Linked DNA regions of Gossypium hirsutum: region 1 is linked to region 2. Evidence: chromatin contacts called from public Hi-C data. All regions are on one chromosome and are shown on one strand. Each heading gives the region's core, a stretch centred on a gene start, on an enhancer-like site or on the middle of the called end of the contact. The rest is flanking DNA. Distances are from core to core; before and after follow the strand shown.

Region 1 (3,054 bases), core at 532-3,031, 230 kb after region 2:
TAGGAGTACGACATCAGGCTCTATCCATATATGAAAAAGATATGTTAGCAGTATTATTGGCAGTTCGAAAATGGCATTCTTACCTTGTGGGGAGGCACTTCAAAATCAGGACTAACCATCAAAACCTGCGATTCCTATCTGATCAGGTAGCTATCACACCATTTTAACAATACTGCGTCACTAAAATGCTAGGCTATGACTTTGAAGTTTCTTATAGAAAAGAAGTCAACAACAAGGTCGTCAATGCTCTCTCTCGACAACCTCAATTGTAGCAAGGTCAAATTTCCCAATTGTCGACCAGCTCAGTTATATCTGAACTCTTACAGCAGGTACAGCAATCCTATGAGCTAGATGATAGGCTAAAGAAGGTTATACAAGATGTCTAACACTCCAAGCTTTCCAATCACAAATATTCTTGGGATGGCCGCTTTCTACGAATGAAGGGGAAGATCGTGGTAGGGTAGAATTTGCAGTTGTGGCAATAATTATTTTACCATTTCCATGCCAGTGCTATTGGGGGTTATTCAGGGGTACATGTGACCAAGAAACGAGTGGCAAGTTTGCTGTATTGGAAGGGCTTAACAACTGATGTTAAACGTTGGGTACGCGAATGTTCAGTTTGGCAGAAATGCAAGGGTGAATAGGTAGCCTCTCCAGGACTCTTTCAGCCTTTGCCTATTCCGGATCGAGCTTGGGCAGTGGTTAGTTTAGACTTCATCGAAGGCTTACTGAACTCAAACAGAAAAAACTCTATCCTAGTTGTGGTGGACCATTTGACCAAGTATGGTCACTTCTTAGGCTTATCTCATCCATACACAGCTCAAGAAGTGGCTCAAGAATATATGACTCATGTTTACAAACTCTATGGTACCTCTGATTCGATTATTTTAGATAGGGACAAAATCTTTGTTAGTCGGTTTTGGCAGGAGTTATTTCATAGAGCAGGCACCAAAATTTTGTTATCTACAGCATACCACCCTCAAACAGATGGGCAGACGGAGGTTTTGAACTAGTGTCTTGAGAATTATTTACGGTGCATGAATGGGGAGACTCCTGCCAATTGGTTCTATTGGTTACCACTAGCAGAATGGTGGTATAATTCTTCTTTTCATTCCTCTATTCAGCTCACTCCTTATGAAGCCTTCTATGGACAGTCTCCACCGCCGCATATGCCATATTTAGTTGGGGCTTTTTCGGTAGCAGTGGTCGACAGAAGTTTGCAAGCTAGGGAACTGCACAGAAATTATTGCACTTCCACCTTAAAAGGGCTCAGACTCGTATGAAGCAGTTTGCAGACAAACATAGAATTGAGAGAAGTTTTCAAGTAGGAGATCTGGTTTACTTAAAGCTGCAACCATACCGGCAGCAATCTCCCAGGAAAATCATCAATCAAAAACTATCTTCTAAATATTATGGCCCTTTTCAGGTGATCAAAAAGGTTGGGGAAGTGGCTTACACTTTGCAGTTACCTCCAGGTTCTCAGATTCATCCAACTTGTCATGTGGCTCAGTTAAAGAGACATATTGGTTCAATTCCATCTCAAGATCATTTACTTTTGATGGATGCTCATGGTATGTTATAGAAAGAGCTGGTCCGAATTGTGGATAGGAGAATAGTTAAAAGAGGAAATCAAGCTGTTACCGAAGTTCTTGTTGAATGGGTTGATTCTTTTCCTGAGGATGCGACTTGGGAAGTTCTGTCCCTGCTGCAGACCAAATATCCTCATTTCCATCCTTGAGGACAAGGAAAATTTTTTGGGACGGTAGTATTGTTGTGGGCAAGAAAATTAAATAAAACGAGGCGTAGCATATTAGTTAAACGGGGAGTTTTGTATAACAGAAAATGACCACGTGAGCTTCTTGTTATTTTCCTTCTAAAGCACGAACGATGGATGAAAATGGTTATGCATATTTTTACTAAAAGAAAATTTAGAATTCTTCTTCTTCTCTGTGTTTTCTCTTCTTCTCAACCTCTCTATTTTTCCCTTCTCTCTTCCAATTCTTCTACTTAAAATTCTGGAGCGCAACACATTGTTGCAATTTCTACCATTAGAAGAACCTATGATTAATGTAACCTGTCGAAGGGAGCTCCTAACCTAGACTCGTTACACAGGATTTATTCTTTCGAATAGGAAGCTAAAATTAAGGACTTTTAATGCAATAAGATGCTTGTTAAAATAAATTATTCTAATTAGGAATATTACTAAGTAAACTTATTTGTCTTCTTTCCTTTTTTAATGCCTTTGACTTCTTGTCTTGCCCATAGAGGCAATTGTAACACACCGTACTCCCACTTGCACACCATTTATCACTCTCGCTACCAGCTAACCAAGGCCACTGCCTCAAGTTTCCTGTATAAACCCCTAACATTCGGCACCCAAGGATCTCTATTCCACTCCCATTCCTGACCCCATCAATCTCAACACCCCTGCCTAAACAGAAGCCAAGAGAAAATTAATGTTGGATTTAAGCACCAGCTGATTGAATTTTGCACATAGAAACGTTTGACTTAAAGACAGTTTTTGTTCTCATTTCTCATTTACTTAAATCGTGTGAAAATGGTTTTTCAAAATCAAGTAGCGAGAATGCAAGTTTTTTATCTGAAAGTTTGACATCATTTTGTTTCTTGTTGCTGATGATACAGGATGGTATCAAGTCAACCATTGAATCATTCTCTCGTTTAGCTAAAGACTCATCTTTTATGAGAGACAACAATTTTAAAGAACAATCAAAAGCAGTGAAGTTGCTAGGCAGCGGGATAGGTATTCCATTATATGATTCTTTTTATTCACAATTTCATGATGGTATTGCATAGGCAATTTTTTTAAGGTTTATGTTTGGCCAAAGGATTCGCATTGTAATGAGCTTGAATTACTTGGATTCAGTTGCAGATGTCTTGCTGTGGCGGGAAATAAAGAGAACACTTTTATGCTTTCTTATCCTGGCTTCATTATTTTACTGGTTCTTTCTGTGCGGAAGAACTTTTACTTCATCAGTAGCCAAGCTTCTGCTGTTAGTTACTGTCACTCTTTATGGATATGGAAATTTATCATCA
Region 2 (3,469 bases), core at 752-3,251:
AATAAAAAGTTTCAAAAATATTAGAAAATATTTTTAAATTATTTTAAAAATAAGTGCACAAGGAATCCACATGCATAGCTGCCTTGCCCAGATACATTTAGAATAATAAAAAAATTAAAAAAATAAGAAAAAGTCATGAAATTAATTATAAATATTATTAGAAATTAATTAAAATTTATAAAATTTATAAAAAAATAATTTATAAACAAACATCAACAACTTATATCATAAAATCAGTATCAACAACTTTTTTGTTATATTTTTCCTCTCATTCTTTTTTTAATTTGTGCAAGTTATATTAGTCGAATTATTTAATCAAATATGAGGAAGCATTTTTTATATAAAAAATTATTTTTTTATAAAATTTATGGTTTTAGATTAATGTCTAAGATTTTTATAATTTTTTATGATTTCTAATCAACTATTTTTATAAATTTTATGGTCATTAATTAATTTTTAATAATTTTTTTAAAATTTTTTATGTTAGTTATAATTCTAGAATGAATATATATAAATGATTGTTCAGATTTTGTGGGAGAATGCCTCTATTCGGCCCAAATAGTGAATCTCGTCCCGACGAGGAACAAAGACTCATCCCAACGACGCAATTGTCTTGATGTCCCGACGAGCAGAGAAGCAGCGTCACAACGACGCGACGTCCAGTCCAAGCTTTCGACTTTATTATTTTTAGTTAAATTTTGTTTCAGTTTCCCATTTAAACTCTGATTAATCTAGAGGCATTCTAGTCATATTATACTATGAATTCTAAGTTATAAATAGGTCACAATTACTCTAGGTTAGACATACAACAATATATTGATATTGAGAGAATTTTGTTTTTGAAAGGTTTGTTCTTGTGGGTTTCAGATTTTCCTTTGATTCTCTCTCTTGTAGTCATTATTTATTGTAGTGGAATATTTTTTTACCCGTAGTTTTTTATCCTTAATTGAGGAATTTTTCCAAATAAATTTCCATATTGATCTTTTTTATTATTATTTTCTTCACTTTGTTCAATTACTTAGTCGGGTTTATCACTCACAAATTCAAATAAAAGACAACTATTTATCCATATCCAAGTTCAGTGACTAACTTATTTTTAAAATAGAATTTTCTTTATTTTTGCTGGTGTGGAATTTTTTAACTATCATGTTGACGTTGCTGTTTGTTTCTAACGGTCAACCTTCATCAAAGATCTCATTGATTAAAATTGTGGGTGTAAAAAATTAGAAAAGTATAATTGATATTTTTTTTTAAAGTTTGATGGTCTATCTTCCTAATAAGCCAAAAATTAAAAACTTAACAGACCAAAATTAATAAATTTAGACCAAAACCGAGCCGAATGGTATAGTTGTAATGCTTTATCGGTCTTTTTCTGAGCCCTACCGTCCAACCAATTAACTCTACTACGAACTACTATTACTCATTACCAGACAAACAATATCGTCAATTCCAAAACTATTTGACTAAAATATATATAATACCAAAAATAAAATAAAGCCAACTTGCAGGAGAAGAACATTGAATGAACAGTTGAACACATCCAAAAACCCAACCCATCACAGATCCCCGATGATCCCATAAAAATAAAGTACAGAATTCCGAAGAAACTCACCTTGGAGTCACAGAAAACTCGAAATTTCGATCCTCGGGAGACCTTGAACTTGGCGCTGGAGAGCTGCTTGGTATCCAAAGTTTTGGAGCACCGCAATTTAGAACCCGAGAAAAGAAACTGAAAAGACCTCGATTTATCTAAACAAACCGGCGACAACATGATCGCCTTTCTATTTTCAGAAGAAGAACAGCAAGAAGGCGAAGAAGATATTTTGATCGGAGCCCCCAACATTTTTGAAAAAAGCGAAAGCAAAGGAAGTGAAGTGATGTGGCGGTGGTAGGTGAGAGGAGCAAGTGCAGGGGATCACGAAGTATCTTGAAGATGCTGAAGAAGAAACATTAACGTGATATATGGAAATGATAGGGAATTGAGACGATGCAAACAAATTAAAAATTATATACACGACAAAACGGCCCACTTACTTATACTACTGACACTGACATTTCAGTTATAATATCAAGTATTTCACATTATTTTTATCTTTCAAACCCAGCTTGCTTGCCTGACATTATTATTAGTATTTGATTATTTAAGCAGTGCTTTTTTTTATAGTGTTTTTAAGTTTAAAAATAATTTTAAAGTTATAAACAGATGGTGAATTACTTTAAAATTATCGATTCTTTATAAAGGGATACAAAAATTAAGGTTCAATAAAATTTAGCCAATCATCGAATTTTAAAAATATAAAATTATTATTATATATTTATTTATAGAGAAATTATTTTATACACATTATTCATAATTTTTTTAATTATTTAATAATATTTCAATAATTTTTTTCTATTTGAACTCCAAACTAAAATCCTTAAATCTAGAATCTCGAACTCTAACATGAAAACATAGAATCTCAAACTGTAACCCCAAACCCTTGAACCTAAACTATAAATTCATAACCCCAAACTTTTAAACATTAGACTTAAATCTTAAACTCTAAACTCGAACCTTGAATCTTAAATCTCGAACCTAAACTCTAAACCTCAATGTTTTTGTAGTTAAATAAGCTCTTAACCTATGATTTTTACTTATAAAAGCCCTTTATTTTAATATTAAAGTAAATATATTTTAAATTTCAAGCTCTTATCTTAATTTTTTTTGTTTATGCAATAAAAATTTTATACACTTTAACATCAATATAAAATCTAAAAAAGTAATCAAAAATTTCAAAAGAGTAGTTAAAAATATCATGTATATAAGTACTCTCAAGAAATTTTTAAATTTTATCTTTTTATTTAATAAACTATTCTCATCAAATTCACATCAAAATAAAATGCGAATTAGTTTATTTTTTAAAAATAGCTTTACTTTGATATATTTACTTTAACATTAAAATCATAAGTTAAGGATTTATTTAACTACAAAAATATGTAAAGGGCTTGTTTAAACACAATATAGTGAGTTAAAAGGGAATAAAAAGAAAATAATAAATAAGGAAGGCTTACAAGACAATTAACCACATTTAAGGTTTGGTGCCGCCACACTATAGGCACCGCCCTTTCACTTTTTTTTTAGTAGCCACTTAAAATGGTAAATTTCATATCAGGTCCTTGAATACTTTAGATCATTACATTTCAGTCCAGTGCCGCTAATTTGACAGGCGGCACTAGTAAAACCATACTATTTTAGTAAATAATCTAATGGGCATGACATTTCAGTTATTAATTTTATTTTTTTATTGTTTAAGTAAAAAAGCCAATAAACAACGGGTGAATTACTATGAAAATATTGATTTTTTATAAACGAAATAATTTAAATTAGAATAATTCTAAAAATTAAGGGTTTCAGGTATCAATAAAATTTAGTCAATCGTCAAATTTTAAAAATATGAAATTATTTTATACATACTTTCCATCACATTAT

What was found. Hi-C and Micro-C count contacts between places; a contact is called where the count stands out from the background.
Region 1: a Hi-C map of leaf shows a contact between it and region 2, with 1.6 times the contacts expected there. The contact joins the enhancer-like site here to the promoter of LOC107957228 in region 2. A contact is called at or near these places in 3 of 34 Hi-C or Micro-C datasets (hypocotyl and leaf).

What each region holds. Positions count from the first base shown.
Region 1 is chrA05:67,659,715-67,662,768 of Gossypium_hirsutum_v2.1, forward strand. It overlaps LOC107957226 (3beta-hydroxysteroid-dehydrogenase/decarboxylase), which reads left to right. Exons shown (of 12, transcript XM_016892683.2): 8 at 2,644-2,761; 9 at 2,885-3,054. Among protein-coding and RNA genes, the nearest start is that of LOC107957226, 20 kb to the left of the region's middle. Within about 2 kb of position 1,782, at least 5 of the 9 cell types and tissues checked have an H3K27ac peak or open chromatin away from gene starts, as enhancers often do. A contact at or near this core is called in leaf, where this site is marked.
Region 2 is chrA05:67,426,115-67,429,583 of Gossypium_hirsutum_v2.1, forward strand. LOC107957228 (probable acyl-activating enzyme 16, chloroplastic) reads right to left here and starts at 2,002. Exons shown (of 18, transcript XM_016892685.2): 1 at 1,613-2,002. The coding sequence starts at 1,843.